Linked DNA regions of Mus musculus: region 2 is linked to region 1. Evidence: chromatin contacts called from public Hi-C data. All regions are on one chromosome and are shown on one strand. The core of a region is the stretch at or near the end of the contact, and the rest is flanking DNA. Distances in the headings are between cores, read along the strand shown. Region 1 overlaps Disc1 (disrupted in schizophrenia 1). Region 2 has its middle 18 kb from the start of Ntpcr.

Region 1 (7,902 bases), core at 1,871-4,370:
TCATCACCAGGATTTTTATGTGGAAATGCTTATGCTTCCACACCTGTTCAGAAGATGAAGGTTGGGCAGCTTTCAATGCCTTAGGCAACCAAAGAGATGGACCAGGCATGGTCTCACTGCTGATTGGTTACAATAAAGCCAATAGCTGGGGCAGAAAGTATGGGATGGAATATCTGGGCAGTTACAGATGCAGGAGGGATACAAAGAATCGAAGGAGACAAGGAAGAAGCAGAAACAGGAGAGCAGAGTGGAGCAGGGAGATAAAGAGCTGGCCACATGCAGAGACACAGGACACGTGCAGAGACACAGGCCACATGCAGGGACACAGGCCACGAGCAGGGACACAGGCCACATGCAGAGACACAGGCCAGGAGCAGGGACACAGGCCACATGCAGGGACACAGGCCAGGAGCAGGGACACAGGCCAGGAGCAGGGACACAGGCCATGTGCAGGGACGAGCAGGGGACACAGGCCACATACAGGGAAACAGGCCACAAATAGGGGACACAGGCCATGAGCAGTGACACAGGCCACGAGCAGGGGACACAGGCCAGAAGAGTTAGGATAAATTAGAAGTGAGCTGTGAGCCTTCCCCAACTAAAGGCCATCTGCTTTAACTACATAGAAGTCCCTGTGCTACATTTAAGCTTACTTCAGGTGGGTCCTCAAAAACCCCACAACATGTCTGTCTGCAGGTGGGGACAGGTCCTTGTCTCCACTTTGGGTTAATCCTGTGGGGCAGGTCAAGGACCTGGCTGCTGTCCACCCCATGGAAGGTGGGCTCACCTCACTTTAGGCGTCTGGGCGGGGTCTGCCCTGTGGAAGGTGAGTTCACCTTGAGATAACAGACTTTCTTCTCCCTAGAATTCCTGTCCCCTACTTCAGCACCCTTGAGGTTCCACTGGGTCTGCAGGCCTTTCTGAGCCAAGATATTTTGCCTTTCCTCTGTCTTTTCCTTGTGGTTGCTGGCCAGGGTCTACATATGCTTTAAAATTCCCCAACTAATGCTTTAGGCTTCCGTCTCTTTCCCTAAAGTCCCTCTGCCTGACTTGTGGCCAACCACACCATGCCCATACTTGCTTCTCGTCTCCATTCTCCTCCCCACAATATTACAGCTTACCTGCCCTGGGGTTTTTCTTTTAAACACTAACAAATTGACTATAAGCTTTCATTATTTGAGTGCATTCTCTGTTCCCAAGCCTGTTTATGTCTGCTCTTACTTTTTTTTTTTTTAATGAGACTTAAGAACTCCAATTTCTCCAGTACTGTGTGATAGCTTTTCTGAGATGCCAGTGATGGCTTCTTTCCTTCCTTGTAGTTCTTTAATCAGAAGATCCCCTTTCCTGTATACCTAGACAGCATCATGTGACATATGCATACATACATGCATATACTTATGCACATGTGCACACACACACACACACAAACACACACACACACACCCCTTTTATTGGCCTCAGAAGATGCTCTGTAACAACCTCTCAGGCAGTCCCTCCAAATGATCCAACAACATTTCAAGCATCATTTGCCAGTCACCTCGTGGTCAGTCCTGCAGGCTTGAATGCCCGGGATAAACCCTTTCAGCTGTGTGGAAAGAGAGCCAACGTTACATTTCTGTCCTGCTCTCTCGGACCAGAGCCTGGTTGAAAACAGAAAGCACGACTCCCTCTGATGAACAGAACATTCTCATGACAACATCTTTCTAAAACACAGACCCAGATCGAGTCCCTGGCAAGATGTCCACCCATATGCACAGTGGGGACGTCACTCACTCCGTGCTCCGCATCCCTGAGGGCTTTTGTACACTGCTTCATTTCCCATAAGGATGGTTAGAACCTTGGATAGAGCATTTGGGAAACACCAACACTTAGAAGTTTTGAACTGGAGTTCATATGTCAGGGAATACATAATTATGGGTGTTTGGGTGAGCATTTGTTAACAGTATCAGGCTGGAACTACAGCAAGAGAAAGTCCTGTGAACTATTGTCATTCTGAATATGTGACACTTTGGGAAGCTCACTGAAGTCACTGCTAGGTGGGGTGAGCTCTGGTTTCAGAAATGTCACTGTCAGTGGAGACCCCCTGCAAACTCAAGCAGACAGGTTGCCCCTTGGGCCATATACACGGATTGAGAGTGATTAAATAACTAATTTCTCAAGTTGTCCTCAAAAGCCAGTCTAAGGGAAGAGCAGGATAAGACACTGGAGGCAACCAACCGAACAAGGGAAATCTCGTAACTAAGTAACAGGCCAACCATCACAAGGATTTGAAGGGTTTATGTTCAGACAGGAAGTCGTACAGCCTGGATTTCCAAGCCACTGCCAACCTCTGCTGCTGCTGCTGCTGCTGCTGGTTTTGTGTGTGTGTGTGTGTGTGTGTGTGTGTGTGTGTGTGTTGATTGATGGGCAAGAATGCAATCTGCCTGAGCTGTCATCTTGTATACTGTCCCCTGCCATAACTCAGCCAGCTCACACAAGACCCTCTTTTCCTCAGCCATATAATAAAGTGTCTGTAATAGCCCATCACCTTTCCACACACACACCTACAAATCTCATTCCTACAGTCAGGGTAAGACAGGTAACTGAGTAGACTTTTCTAGTAGCTGGCAAACCATCTGCATTTAGGAGTTGCCAGGCTATGACACTATCCAAAACCCTGCAACACACACACACACACACACACACACACACACACACACACACACTTATAATCCAAAATTCAATTTGCGCCCCAGGATGTCTGCTCTGTTGCTAGGTCTCATTACCTCTCCTACAGCTTGAGGTAAACCAGACGCGGCTACCACCGTGCCGGAGCTTAGTGGATGTGCTAACGCCTTTCCTTGGCTTCCTGTTGCAGTCACGGGCTCTGGGCTGTTTTCCAGAATAGTTCCCTTGCAAATGCATTCCAGGGATGCTCTATGGTCTGTATCTTTCCTTCAAAAATACAGTCTTCATAAAGAATCATTCCCTCAGACAAATGCCCGTCCGACACAGGAAGAGTCTCTCTCGCATCTATTTGAAATAGGTTCTGTGATAAGCTTCACTTTCCACACCCATGCTGAGAGCTACAGTCACTGTGTAAATTCCATTAAGCAGAGAGGCACACATTAAGACTCCAAGGGTGAATCTTTATTATACTGGAGAGTAGAAACATTCATCTAAATTCCACATTGTATGGTCACACCCTGAGTGGGTGGGCTTCTCTTTTAAAAGCATCCAGATGTCTGTAGGGGCAGAAGGCATCTGAATCATTTAGACCTCTTTAGGTCTGAGCAAGAAGCTAGTTGTCTTCAAGTACCCTGCGCTCATTCAGAGAAGGCTTTGAGATGCAAGTTTATGACAAATGTGTTCGGTTTTATTTAGTGTTCAACAGAACCAAAAAAAAAAAAAAACCAGAACCAAAACTTCTCATAGCAGGGGAAAGAGCCCGACTGCACAGTGAGAACAGGCCTCCCTTCCCCACCCCCTCCCAGTGTACATGAAGGACCTGGGAAACTGCCTTTTGTGTGGCAGGATTACTCAGGAGGGTTTGGGCTGCTTCCCTTCAACACGCCAGGCTTGGGCATCAATGTTGAGCAAACCAGAGGCCAGAATGGAGCTCAGTGGGTAAAGTGCCTGCAGCACAAGCAGGAGAACCCATGTAAAAGACCTGGTGTGCTGGTGTGCGCTGGGGAGGCTGAGACACAGAGGTCCCCCGGGGTTCACTGACCAACCAGTCTAGCCTTCATGGTCAATTCCAGGCTAATGCTCCTCTCTCAAAAAACAAGATATATGGTACCTGAGGAATGACACCCAAAGTTTACGTCTAGCCTCTGCACAGATACCTACACATACACACACACACAGACATATACATGCACACACATACATATATATATATGTACACATATATGCATACAAACACATATACACATATGCATATATACACACATATATACATGCATACACATGCATGCATATACATACATGCACACACATATACACATAACATACACACATATACACATACACGCACACATATGCATACAAATACATATGCATATACATAAATACATACATGCATACACATATACATACACACATATACATGCACACACATTCACACATATACATATATGCACAAATATATACACATATATACACATATACATACATACACATATACACACATAAGTACATGCACACACATAGACACACATACACACATGATAAACACACACATACATATATATGTATATATAGATATATATACACATATACACACACAGACATACACACACACACAAATTAAAATTGCACAAAACCAAACTTGAGCAGACCAGATTCCAATAGGACCTTCTGAGGAAAGCCAGTCGGTAAATGAGATCTACAGCATCAGACAGTGCCTGAACAGTTTCCCTCCAGGAAGATTCAGGGTCTGGAAGCAGTGACAGCACACTACCGGGACTCCTTTGAATAAGGAAGTACAGAGAGGAGGTGGAGAGATAGCTCAGAGGTTAAGAGCGCTCATGGTTCTTCCAGAGAACTCGAGTGAGCTGGGTACTCCCATCAAGCAGTTCACAATCACCCACAACCCCAGCTCCAGGGGATCTGACACATTCTTCTGCCTTCTGTATACCCCCATGTGTGTGGCACACACAGACATACAAATAAAAATAAATCTTTAAAACATTTTTTCTAAAAGAAGGAAGTGAAGACAGACCACAGCTGGGGACTCCCCCGCGGGAATAAGCTCCAAGACATCTGGGGCTAAGGATTCCGACTGGCGGAGTAAGGCGGACCTAGGAGAGGAGGACCAAGTGCCACCTGGCACCCATGTGTGCTCTAAGTTTTAGAGTATAGCACAAACCTGTGTGACCATGAGACCCTGAGAGCACCTTTTTCAAAGGTGAGCCTTTCCTGGAGTCTCATTGTTGCCATCCCAACCAGCACTACTTTGTTCTGTAGCCATGGTACCTGCAGCTTGCCTGGAGATGACGGCATTTAGGCTGGCAGAGCCTGCCCCTCATGAGGCACTGCGGTATGCCCCGGATGGAGCAGAGTAAGGGCCATTTTCCTTTCTTATACTGTACTTCTACCTTGTCAGGATCTGCCCGACTTATGTCAGAGAGATAAGGCCTGATTTGTTATGAATAGGGTCCCCATAAATGCACAAATGGGGGAAGTACTGGTGGATGGAAAAACAGATGCTCAGTATAGACAGACAGAATGGCATTAAACTATTAATTGGGAAGGAAGGAAGAGCAAGACAATGTGTGTGTGTGTGTGTGTGTGTGTGTGTATGCACACACATATATGTGTGTATATGTACATATGTATATATGTAAGACAAAGGTCTGCTCTACACAGCCAGCCTCTTGCCTGTTCTAGCCTGGATAGTTAGTCCTGGCTCACAACTAGCCTCTGGGAAACAGGAAGATCCTGTCTTTAACTGCCCTGGTCCTGTTGAGGAATTAGATGTGGCCTAGGTATGATGAAGAATAGAGTGCTATTCCATTTCTAGAAATGGGATGCCCTGCAGGGGTGGGGAGTCTCTCAGCTGCCAAAGGACAACAGTGTGCATTTGTTAGTGGAACCTGTGTTGCTAGTGTGTGAGGGTGTCCTTGCCACCCTGTGGTGACTGTGACCACCCTGCTGCCTGTTTATCCCTCAGCCTTTGCCAGCAAATGACAAAGAGTCTCCATGGTGGAAGACTCCAGGAGCCCTGAGGTCTGTTTTCTCAGATGCGCTGAGCTATGGTTAATTAATGGAGGAAGTGCAGATGCCCCAACCCTGGGCCCTGGAGCACAGAAAGTGATTCCACATTTTTCTAAAAGTACAGGAAACAGGCAGATCAGAGGCGCCAACTTCCTTCCCTGGGGCAGGTGAAGGAGGCTGGCAGCAGGCAGGGACATTAATTAACAGAAAAGGACCAGCAGGAAGGAGCCTCTCACTGGCTACAGAGGAAAGCCCTCCCTTACCCACCTGCTCCTTCCATTACACTCAGGGTCCAAGGCCAGGCTAGAGGGCAGAGAGCTCGAATTCTGGTTGGTTGAATGGTTTCTAAACCTATTTATGCCAATTGTACTTAAAATCCTAATTATATCATTTAGATATGTACCATACAAACCAGTGCAATGTTACTGTAAAAAGAAAAGTTCATATGCACATTTCTTTTAACGGAAAGCCTTGGAAAGATACAACAATATCGGAGAGAGGCAGAGAGGAGCTGGACCCTGGAGGCTGCTTTGCAAGTGTCTCTTAAGCGTTCTGTCCACTTTAAAGAGGCCACAACTGGAAACTGGATGGTAGCTTGTAGGTAAGGCATGTGCAAGAAGGGGCCCTCAAAAGCCACCCGGCAGACCCCTCGGAAGACTTTGATCCACTTGCTACACTGAATGATTAACAAGTGGATGTCTGTGTTTGCATAGTCTGAAAAAGAAGACTGGAGGGGCTTGTCGCGGGTGGACGGAGTCCCACACAGGGGAAGGGATGCAACAGAGATGGCTCAAGAGGACTCTGAGCAGATGGTAGTGATACATTCCTGCTCGCTGCTACCCTTAGGTCCTCCCTGGGGTCCAAGCATAGTCCGCTGCACCTGCCTGCACCAGAAGCTCTCGCTGCTGTGGCCAAAATCCTTGTTATAATTAACAGGAGAGAGAAAGGGTTCAGTTTAGCTGTTGGGCTCGGACAAACAGTTTCCCAGAAAGTAAGAGGAATGTAGACTTCCTAACACAGACATTGTTCCCATCTGAGATTCAGCAATGTGGCCCAGCATCAGCCTTTTCTCTCAGCTTTTGGTTTCCCTAACCTACACTTCCAAACTCTTCCACATCCATCCAGCAAACTAGTTCCAGGGTTTTAAGAGCCACGGAACCAAGGTCATTCACCAATGAACTGCTTGCTCACTCTCCACGTAGATTTTCTGTATTGTGACTTTTCAGTGCTCTGACCAGTGGGGGCGGGGGGGGGGGGTTGGGGTGGAGATGAACCTGGTAGAGGAAGAAATGGGGAGGAGATGGGGGTGCCACAAATCCCTGTGACTCCTTGAAGAGTACTGATCCACTGTACACAGTGTATGATCTGATGTGGCTCCCAGCATACCAGCGAGACAATACAAAGGACCAGAGGCCAGGGCTGTGGCTGCTTCCCTGCCTTCACAGACATCTATCTCCACAGGGGATTAGACCCTCCCCTACAGGCTCCCGGACAGGCAAGTCAAATTTGGCTAAACAACACAGGTTGCACCCTGATTTGCCCTTGAATACATAAACGTACCCTAATTGGCTAAAAGGCTACATATAAGTTCATGTAATAAATGATAAAGTTAGACCTGCACTCTGATGCTGGTCTACAGAGTCTGAATTCTGGGCAACTTTGTGGGCTCCGTCTCTACTTTCCCCCACTTTCTGGTCCCTGTTCTCACAGTGACCAAAGCATGCAGCATCCATCCTACGCAGTGTAAAGAGATGAAGGGTTTGTCTGGGCTCATTGATAAGAGGACTCAACACAGGGATGCTTGGCTTGATGGCCGTGGAATTTGCAGGAACAGATGACCATTCATCTTCTTACCTTGTGTTTTCGTTTCTAGTGTGTTGTTGTGGTAAAAATAGATTAGGAGAAGCAACTAAAGGGAGAAAGAGTCCATTCTACGCCACAAGTCAAGGCTATAGTCTTTCCCGATGAGGTGGTCACAGAGGCCAGGGGCTTGTGTTCGGTGGTCACGTTGTAACCACAGTCAACAAGCAAAGAAGGACGACTGCATGGTACCTACATCTCAGCTCCCTTTCTCTGCTGGTACAGGGGCGTAACTGGTGGTTGGCACCTCTCGCTCCCATAGGCCAGGAGGACATGGTAGAAGGAGTGGGAGGTCGGTTAGTCACACCATACCTCTAATTAGGGAGCAGAGAATGAACAAGGAGT
Region 2 (7,902 bases), core at 2,569-5,068, 470 kb before region 1:
TAGAGGTTTTATAGTCTGGCCTACTTCCTGTTCTCTCTCTGCATCCTAACTGCGAATGCTGTCTGGCCAGCTGGTCTCCTGTTACGGCCAGCATGCCCTCCCTCCCTCCCTGCCGTAGTGTTTCTGTCATGGGTGGTATGAACGATAGGTTATAATAAACCATTTCTCTCTTAAATGGCTACCGGCCAGGTATTTTGTCACTGCAGCGAGAAAAGTAACGGTTACCTCACTAGACAGGAAGCCATGTTCACAGCCCATGGCAGCTGCAGAGAAATTGGTGGCTTCTTGTGGGCTCCCTACCCCCACCCCCCAGCCTTGAGCAGGCTGAACAGGTCTCCGCCACTGGCCACTGGAGAACTGCCCTCCTGCCCGCTGAGCTGCTGAAGAGCTTACTTTGCAATTCAATCCAGCTGAAACAAGCAACAGAACCCAGCCAAAACAAAGGGATGGGTCCTCTGGTTTTCTAATATATATATTCAGAGCTGTACATTAAAATTTGAGCCTTGATCAGAGAACTTTGTCTTGGTTTGTTATTTCTCTCGTCGTCCTTCCCGTCCATCCCCAGCTTTCCTTTCAGGAACCCAGTAACCCGTGGCCCCTGGAGGCTACAGCTTTTGCCTCCATCACCCGAGTGATCCCGGTTGTCATCATGACCATGCAAATGTATCCTGTCAAATCTGGTTCAGGAGTAGAGGAAGCAGATGTGTAGGGAGCTTGGTGTCCATTGGTGTGGACTGGAGAGTGAGGGGTTAGGGGAAAGGAGAGAGAGAAGTCATGATACATGTAACCTGCACATAACTTGACCAGTGGGAAACTAATGAGCCAAAATTTGTAGAGTGAAATAACACCAAAAGCTGGGAAAATAATATTAAAGGTATGCACACCTTTCATTTTCCACTCTAGGAGCCACCAAGCAAAATGGAGCTACTTTGTGTGTGTGTGTGTGTCCATGCTTGTGTATGTGCATAATATATGTGTATGCAGGTGTATATGGAGGTCAGAGCACAACTTCACTTCCATGCCTCTTAAACACGAGCAGTCTCTCAGATGTCATTTCACTTCCTGTACTCTAGGGGGCGCTGTCTGTGCTCACTTTTGCAGGTGCCCAAGGATTCAAGGTCTCAGAGGGTTGGAGCGTGTTGCTGACAGGAGCCCAGAGCCTTCATGGGAGCCTCAAAATTCTGCCCCTACCCGATATTGGACAAGAGGCAGACAAATGACTGGGATGAGGGGACTCATCATGGTGTAGCTACCTGAAAGGTGCCCAGATGACCTGTCACTGATAGAAATTGTCAAACAGCATCCATGCTATAGGTAAAACTCTTTGGTGATATGACTGTCCATATTGCCCAGGGGTCTTGCAAGCAGTGTGGCTATCTATGAGTCACCCCAATAAGCTCATTGGTTCACCAAGCCAAGCATAGATGGAATTCTTTAGTTTACCAGTATCCTCTCTTGCTGGGTAAGTTGACATGTTGTTATGTCTCCCCAGGAAAATCTTTGAGATACTCCATCACTGTCACACAAGCTGACCCACACTGTCTACCTACCACAGTCCTGGGAATGATGTGACCTCATTACACCCTATAAGAAGAGACACTGTCTGCCTGTCTAGGGTTAGAAGGCTTGATCCCCAAATCTTCTTTGTCTCTCTCTGTTTTGGGGGCTTTCGGTTTTGTGACACAGTGCTCAGCGATGTGATTCCAATTTGCACGTACTTAACGAGATACAGAGGCTATTCGGGGTGAAACTTCCAAGCCTTGACCCTCAGCATTCCAATTTGCACAATAAATTCCTGATAAAATTTCAAGCTTAAGAAATCACTTAAAGAATTTATGCTGCCCATTAGCTCAGTTCTGTCTGGGTGCTCTGCTCCCTCCCCGTGCCCTTGTCACAGTCCCTCATCTTGTCACAGACTTTCCTGGTCACTTAAGTTCTGCCCCGGCTCCGGTGTGACCTTGGCAAGCCCGGGTACCTCCAAGCATCTCACATTTCCCTGTCTCTAAAGTGATGGTATACTTTGCCACGCTGGGATTCCTGAGGATATAGTCATCTCTTCAAACTGCTGAGCAAGATGTAAGTACCCCTAGAGTGTCAAATGACCAGGGCTCAGCTTGTCTCTCCGTGGGGGCCGCTGCCAGCTCCCTGTCCCTTTTAATGGACACAAACCATGGAGATGCATTTTTACCAGCTTTGGGTTTCCTCTAGGCTCAGAAGCAGTATGTGAACTTCTGTGGATGGGCAGTTCAGGACCATGTGGCAGCTTGCACGCAGTGTCTCTGCCTATTCACCCTGCTGACCACTTCCGGCTTGCCCAGGTTCTCCTGGGTCCTCACTTTCTTAGGAATCCCTCCCTTTACCTCACTAGGGAAGGGAGCCCCTTATGCTTGGCAGGAGTTCATTTGACAGTGACCCTTGAGCTCCTTCACTTTCTCTTACCTTGCTCCCTCCTTGACAGGAAGAGATGTCTGACTCAAGGGAGAGTAAAGCCTCCTGGGAGGTCTCACCAGACAAGAAGAAAGAAAACATTGAATTTCTCCAGCGCAGGACGTGGACTTTCCATCCCGTCTCCCCAGACTCTCTTTTCCTCCCATAGAAAGCTTTTTACAGGCCAGGATATGACTCAGTCATTGAGCACCTACCTACCTAGCACACACAAGACCCTGGGTTCTACCCCCATTGCCAAAACAACAACAGAACAAATCACATCACAATGACCTGGGGCTACAGTCCTTGCCTGAAAGCACGAACCCTGAGTCTGATCCGCAGAACCCATGAGAGAAGCTAAGTATGGTGATATGCACGTGCTGGGGAGGCAGAAATAGGGAGTTCCTGGGCCTCACTGGACAGTCACCCTAGCCCCATCAGGAAATTCCAGGCCAGTAAGAGGCCTGCCTCAAAAAACAGGGTGGACAGCCCCCGAGGAATGGTGCCCAAATTATCCTCTGACCTCCACATGCACGCTCACACATGGCCTTCATCACTATTTCTTAAGGTTCTATTTACATTTAGTGCATCAGCAGATACATACTACGAGCAGTTTCCCCATATCTTACAATGAATCCACTTGTTTGTGTACAGGGAGGGCAACCTGTATAGGCATAAAGAATCCGGCTTGTTTTTATGCCTTCCCAGATTCTAACCAGGAGCCCCTCTCAAGATGCTCACTTCAAAGCAAGGACTGGCCTTTTGAACAGCAGCTACCATAAGCCCGATAGGGTGGCCCCACAATGCAGCCCAACATCAGTGAATGTGGAAATGAGCATGCTTACGCCCTTGTTATGGCCCAGTGCTTCCAGGGCCTGTGGAGAGCTCCGGAGAGCTCCTGACAGCTTCCTGATGCTTTGATGTACCCCATGACAAATGCACGGTGGGCTCTGTGCCCCGGTTCAAAGTTAAGCAGTCCTATTTAATTGGAGCAAAGGCCACTTTACAGGAGAACTGAACAGGAACCACATCACAGTGACCCCTGAGTGGCAGCCAATACCCATGAGCCTCGTGACAGGCACATTGGCTAATGATCCCCCGGCCTCACTGTGAGCATGCAGATAGATGTGTCTGCAAAGGGGGAATTGTGTTTGCCAGAGGCTTCAGGTCTGGACTTTCTCTTTAGCTCTTATTAGATAAGAGCTCAGAAACTGAAGGAACAAAACATCCACGTCCTGCCTCCCAGGTGCCCCACATTCCCACAGGGCCAGATTGTTTCCTGGCTCCCTTCGGCTTCCTGGAGATGAGCTCTGTCTTGGTCCCTCTCTCAGAGGGTTAGCAGAGCCCCTGTCACAATGGCCAGACTGTGTGCACTGGGCCCATTCCCTCTGGCTGGCATTTACTGTCTCCATGTGGAGCAGAGCCAGGTGTCAGAGCTTTCAGCTTAGCCCCTGGGCGGCTGTAATTGTCTATGGTCCTGGGGCAGTTGCTGTTCTGCCAATCTCGTGGGATGTTGCTTTTGTAAAACCCAGCAGATAGGTTGGGGAGATGGCTAAGTCAGTTAAGTGCTTGCTAACCTCGATCCCCAGGCAAACATAACAGAGCCATGTGTGATGCTGTCTGTCTATTCTCCCAGCACCAAGGAGACATGAGGACCTCTGAGGAGTGGAGGTGGGATTTCTGTGGCCAGCCATTCTCTCCAAACCAGTGAGCTTCAGGTCCCAGTGAAAGACCCTTCCTCAGAATACAAGGTGAATGGCTAAGAAAGAGTTCCCATGGGACATTGACCTTGAACCCACACGTATGTACATGTATGTGTTTGTATACCAAAATATATATACATAAATACGCACACTTCTGCAGGGGTTTCTCCAGCCCTTGCATCTGAGGTTTTTCTCGTAAGAATATTGCTAGGGATTTAAAAAAAATGCCAGTAAGTATCAGCTTCCCTTGCCTTAAGACCTAAGGTTCAGTCTTTGGTACCCTATAATGTAATGATTTAAAAACAGCAAGCTTGGCACCTACACGCCACTGTTGGCTGTCTCCGACAAACTTGAAGCTGTTTCAGAATCACAGTTTAAAAGTGGCTATCAGGGCTGAAGAGATGGCTCGGCAATTAGCACTGGCTGCTTTTTCAGTGGACCCAGGTCTCATTTCCCAGAACCTGCATGGTTGTGCATGAACATCTGCAACTCAAATTTCAGCGGGTCTCATGCTCTCTCTCATCGGCGTCCATGTGCACTAGGCGTGCATGCGGTGCTCATTCATATATACCGTCGTCAAAACTCTCACCTGCATAAAATAAAAACAAATTAGAAGGGGCTATTGTTTTCTTCCTTCTTTTCTCCCACCCCCTTTCTTTTAGTTTTAAGAGACAGGGTTTCTCTGTGTAGCCCCTGGCTGTGCTAGAGCTCACTCTGTAGACTAGGCTGGCCTTGAACTCAGAGATCTGCCTGCCACTGCCTCCCAAGTGCTGGGATTAAAGGTGTGTGCCATCATCATCATCCAACAGAGGAGCTCTTCTTAATCATAGAGTTGCCTCATATTCCTTGTTTAGACCCAAAGGTGGAGACATTGAAAAGAGCTTCTTTTGAGTGATAGAGAAAGCAAACAAGGGCTTGAGGGGTGCTAATTTGTCCTCTTGAAGCAAATAAAATATATAACTGTTTAGAAGTGCTACAAAGGGAAAAAAAACCATGGAGATGGTACATGGTACTGGAAAGCACTTTTCACTTATTAAAAGCCATTTAATCTGCTAATGAGAGAGCTGTGTGGTGGCTGTCCCTGTGACTGACAAAGCAAGGGGAAGGGGGACCTAACAGGTGCCACTGTTGCCTAGAATAACAAATTAAGCACCAGGACAAAGGGGAAAGCCAAACATTTTTTGAATTTACCATAGAAAGGGTTTTCTTCCTCCTGCCCTTCTTGGGACATGCCTTTCCCATTCAGGTTCATTCAAAATTAAGTTGTACTTTTCCTCCCCTTAAATTCTGATTCTATTCCCCAGATGGCCACACAGAGCTATTCATCTGGCTGCCACAGTTCCTGGTGAGGTTGCCTTTGCCAAGATGCACAAGGCACCAGGTACAACTTATTAACCGGACTCCAGCGTCTCAGCCTCCAGGTTCTGATGAAGAGCAGCTGGATGTGATCTTAGGAACTCATTGGCTGAGTGTCCCTGCAACCATACAGCAGCAGAGGTGAGGTGTCATCCACATACTGAAAAGTGCCACCTTCTCACCCACCGTCTGCCTCTCACCCAATCTGGTGCTAGGAAGCATCAGGTGCTGGGAGATTGTGTCCCCTGAGTCTCTATGCAGCGAAAGGCAGGATGATTAGTTTGGAAATAAAGGAGGCCCTCCTGGGTCTGACTTTTCTCTTGCTCCCCTTTGGACATTATTAACTAATTGGAGCTACAGTCCCTTCATGAGAAGCTGCTTGTCATAACGAATGTACTCTACCTAAGTCCAGCCTCCTTGTGTGCTATCTGTGAGGTGCTTTTTGATGGATGTTTGAATCTCTGCTAGTGCTCCTTTCTCCAGCTGCAAGCCTGCAACAATGTATCTAAAATGTCTCCTCTTAGAGGATAGAATTCTTCAGATAAGATGAAGTAACCTACCAGCCCAGACTTTTCCTAATATCTAAACTCAGTTGCAGATCAAACTTCTACCCTCTCTCCTGTCTGTCTCTCCTGCTAATGGAGGCTGCATCTATTCCAGTTGTGCTATGCAGTCTTTCCCATAAGAGCCATCCCCTCGCCTGTAAACTCTTTCTCAGGAGAGAGCAACACTGCAGGTCTTCTTTCATGGCTGCTAGTGAGACTCCCTCCTGAGCCAGACCCAGTACCAACAACCATGGTTTCCATGCCGTCTGGAACCTATACACGACTAGACTACCTCTCCTGGGGCAGGAAGCTGGAATGGAAGGGTAGATGCTTGAACAAAAGAAATGAGGAAGAGATTGGTGTGCCTTCACTACAAACGTCTTTACCAGCACACACATCTGGACAACTGGGAATAGAAGTGATGCTTTCTATCACCTGACTGTCCCCAAACTTGGCTTCCTCCAGTCCATTGAAGAATATTAGAGAAAGATCCTGGTTTTACATATCTGAGGGACCCTGGCTCCGCTCTGCTCCACATTCAGGATTCTGTGTACTGACAAATGATGTGCTGAATGAAGCCACATGACCTCTTTGCCCATGTCAGTAGCAACCTGATTTGCTAATGGTCTACATGAGTCATAGTGGCCCCGGAACCAGCTAGACACAAATAGGCCTTCAGGAAGCTTCTGTCCAGGAGGAGGACATAAGGTGGGAGTCTCCAGGGAAACAGGACGAGTCAGGACATGTTTAATAGTAAGAAACTCACATCTGCTGGCAGTGCCCAGGCCACAGTCTCACCTGCTTGCTATGGTTGAGGAAGGGTGGTAGGCCAGTGACAAAATGCCTGACAAGACCCAACTTAAGAAAGAGAAAGTTTGTTTTAGCTCACAGTTCAAGTGTATCACGGTAGGAATAATATGGCTGCGGAAGTGTGAGGCACCTGATCCCATGGCGTCTGCAGCTACGAAGCAGAGAGAGATGAATGCTGGTGTTCAGCGCATTTGATTCTTTGTATTGAGACCAGGACCTCAATCTATGGGGTGTTGACCCCACAGTTAGGTTCAAGAAATTCCCTCCCAGTCTTGCCCTGACAGAGGCCTGTCTCCTGAAAGAGCCTGTTGAGTTGGCGGGATTAACCATCATTGGTGGTTTGTTTGCAAAGTACTCAGTTCATTTGGGAATTTACATTGAGTGTAGCATCCACATTGTAACTAGCTGGCTCTGCAGTGCTGCGAACTGCTCACAATCTCAAGGTTTCATGCTGGCCTGGGTCCCTCCTCTGGAAGCATGAGGTGAGGTGGCCAGACACTGCCCACTTCAGGGTTACAGTTAGGTGCCCAACTCGGAAGGGCTCCCAGGTATCACAAGACTCTGTCTGTCCCCTCTGGGGAGAGGCAACATTTCACTTCCTACCACCTGCTTTTCCTGACAACTCAACAAGAAGAGGCAAAGCCAGCCCCGCCTTCCCATCCTCCTAAGAGAGTGTCTAGTACTGGGGCCACTGCCACCATCCTTCAGCGACACAGAACACCAGCCTCTTCCACTTCTTCAGGGCGTACTCCAAGCCTGCCTTGCCATCTTGGGGCTGCATCCAGTGTCATGGACGGAGCATCTCCAAGTTCTCCACTTGTCCAGAATGCAGGTGGCCATTGCTGGACAACCCAGCCCCTCCCGAGTTATTCCTAATATAGATTATATATTGGCTCTGACCCTCCGGAGAACCCTGCTGATGCAGGGGCTGGCTGAGAAAGAGGGAAAGCTTCTACATGAGGAGGGAGAGGAGGCCAGGTCTGTGCTATGAGTGGATGAAGCACGCATAAGCCCTTAGATGGATTGCCCTGTTTCTAAACCACAACACCCAAAGCCCCTCA

The links. A called contact is a pair of places that touch in the nucleus more often than the background predicts.
Region 2: a Hi-C map of the N1E-115 cell line shows a contact between it and region 1, with 2.0 times the contacts expected there. The contact joins two enhancer-like sites. A contact is called at or near these places in 2 of 484 Hi-C or Micro-C datasets (the N1E-115 cell line and embryonic stem cells), 7 of 115 datasets of contacts at active chromatin or transcription factors (bone marrow-derived macrophages, embryonic basal ganglia, embryonic stem cells and 3 more) and 1 of 9 other capture datasets (embryonic stem cells).

The regions. Positions count from the first base shown.
Region 1 is chr8:125,237,524-125,245,425 of GRCm38.p6, reverse strand. All of the region lies in intron 11 of Disc1 (disrupted in schizophrenia 1), which reads right to left. Among named protein-coding and RNA genes, the nearest start is that of Gm30713, 140 kb to the left of the region's middle. Within about 2 kb of position 3,120, at least 24 of the 459 cell types and tissues checked have an H3K27ac peak or open chromatin away from gene starts, as enhancers often do. A contact at or near this core is called in the N1E-115 cell line and neural progenitor cells, where this site is marked.
Region 2 is chr8:125,712,312-125,720,213 of GRCm38.p6, reverse strand. No RefSeq gene overlaps it. Among named protein-coding and RNA genes, the nearest start is that of Ntpcr, 18 kb to the left of the region's middle. Within about 2 kb of position 3,818, at least 19 of the 459 cell types and tissues checked have an H3K27ac peak or open chromatin away from gene starts, as enhancers often do. A contact at or near this core is called in the N1E-115 cell line and neural progenitor cells, where this site is marked.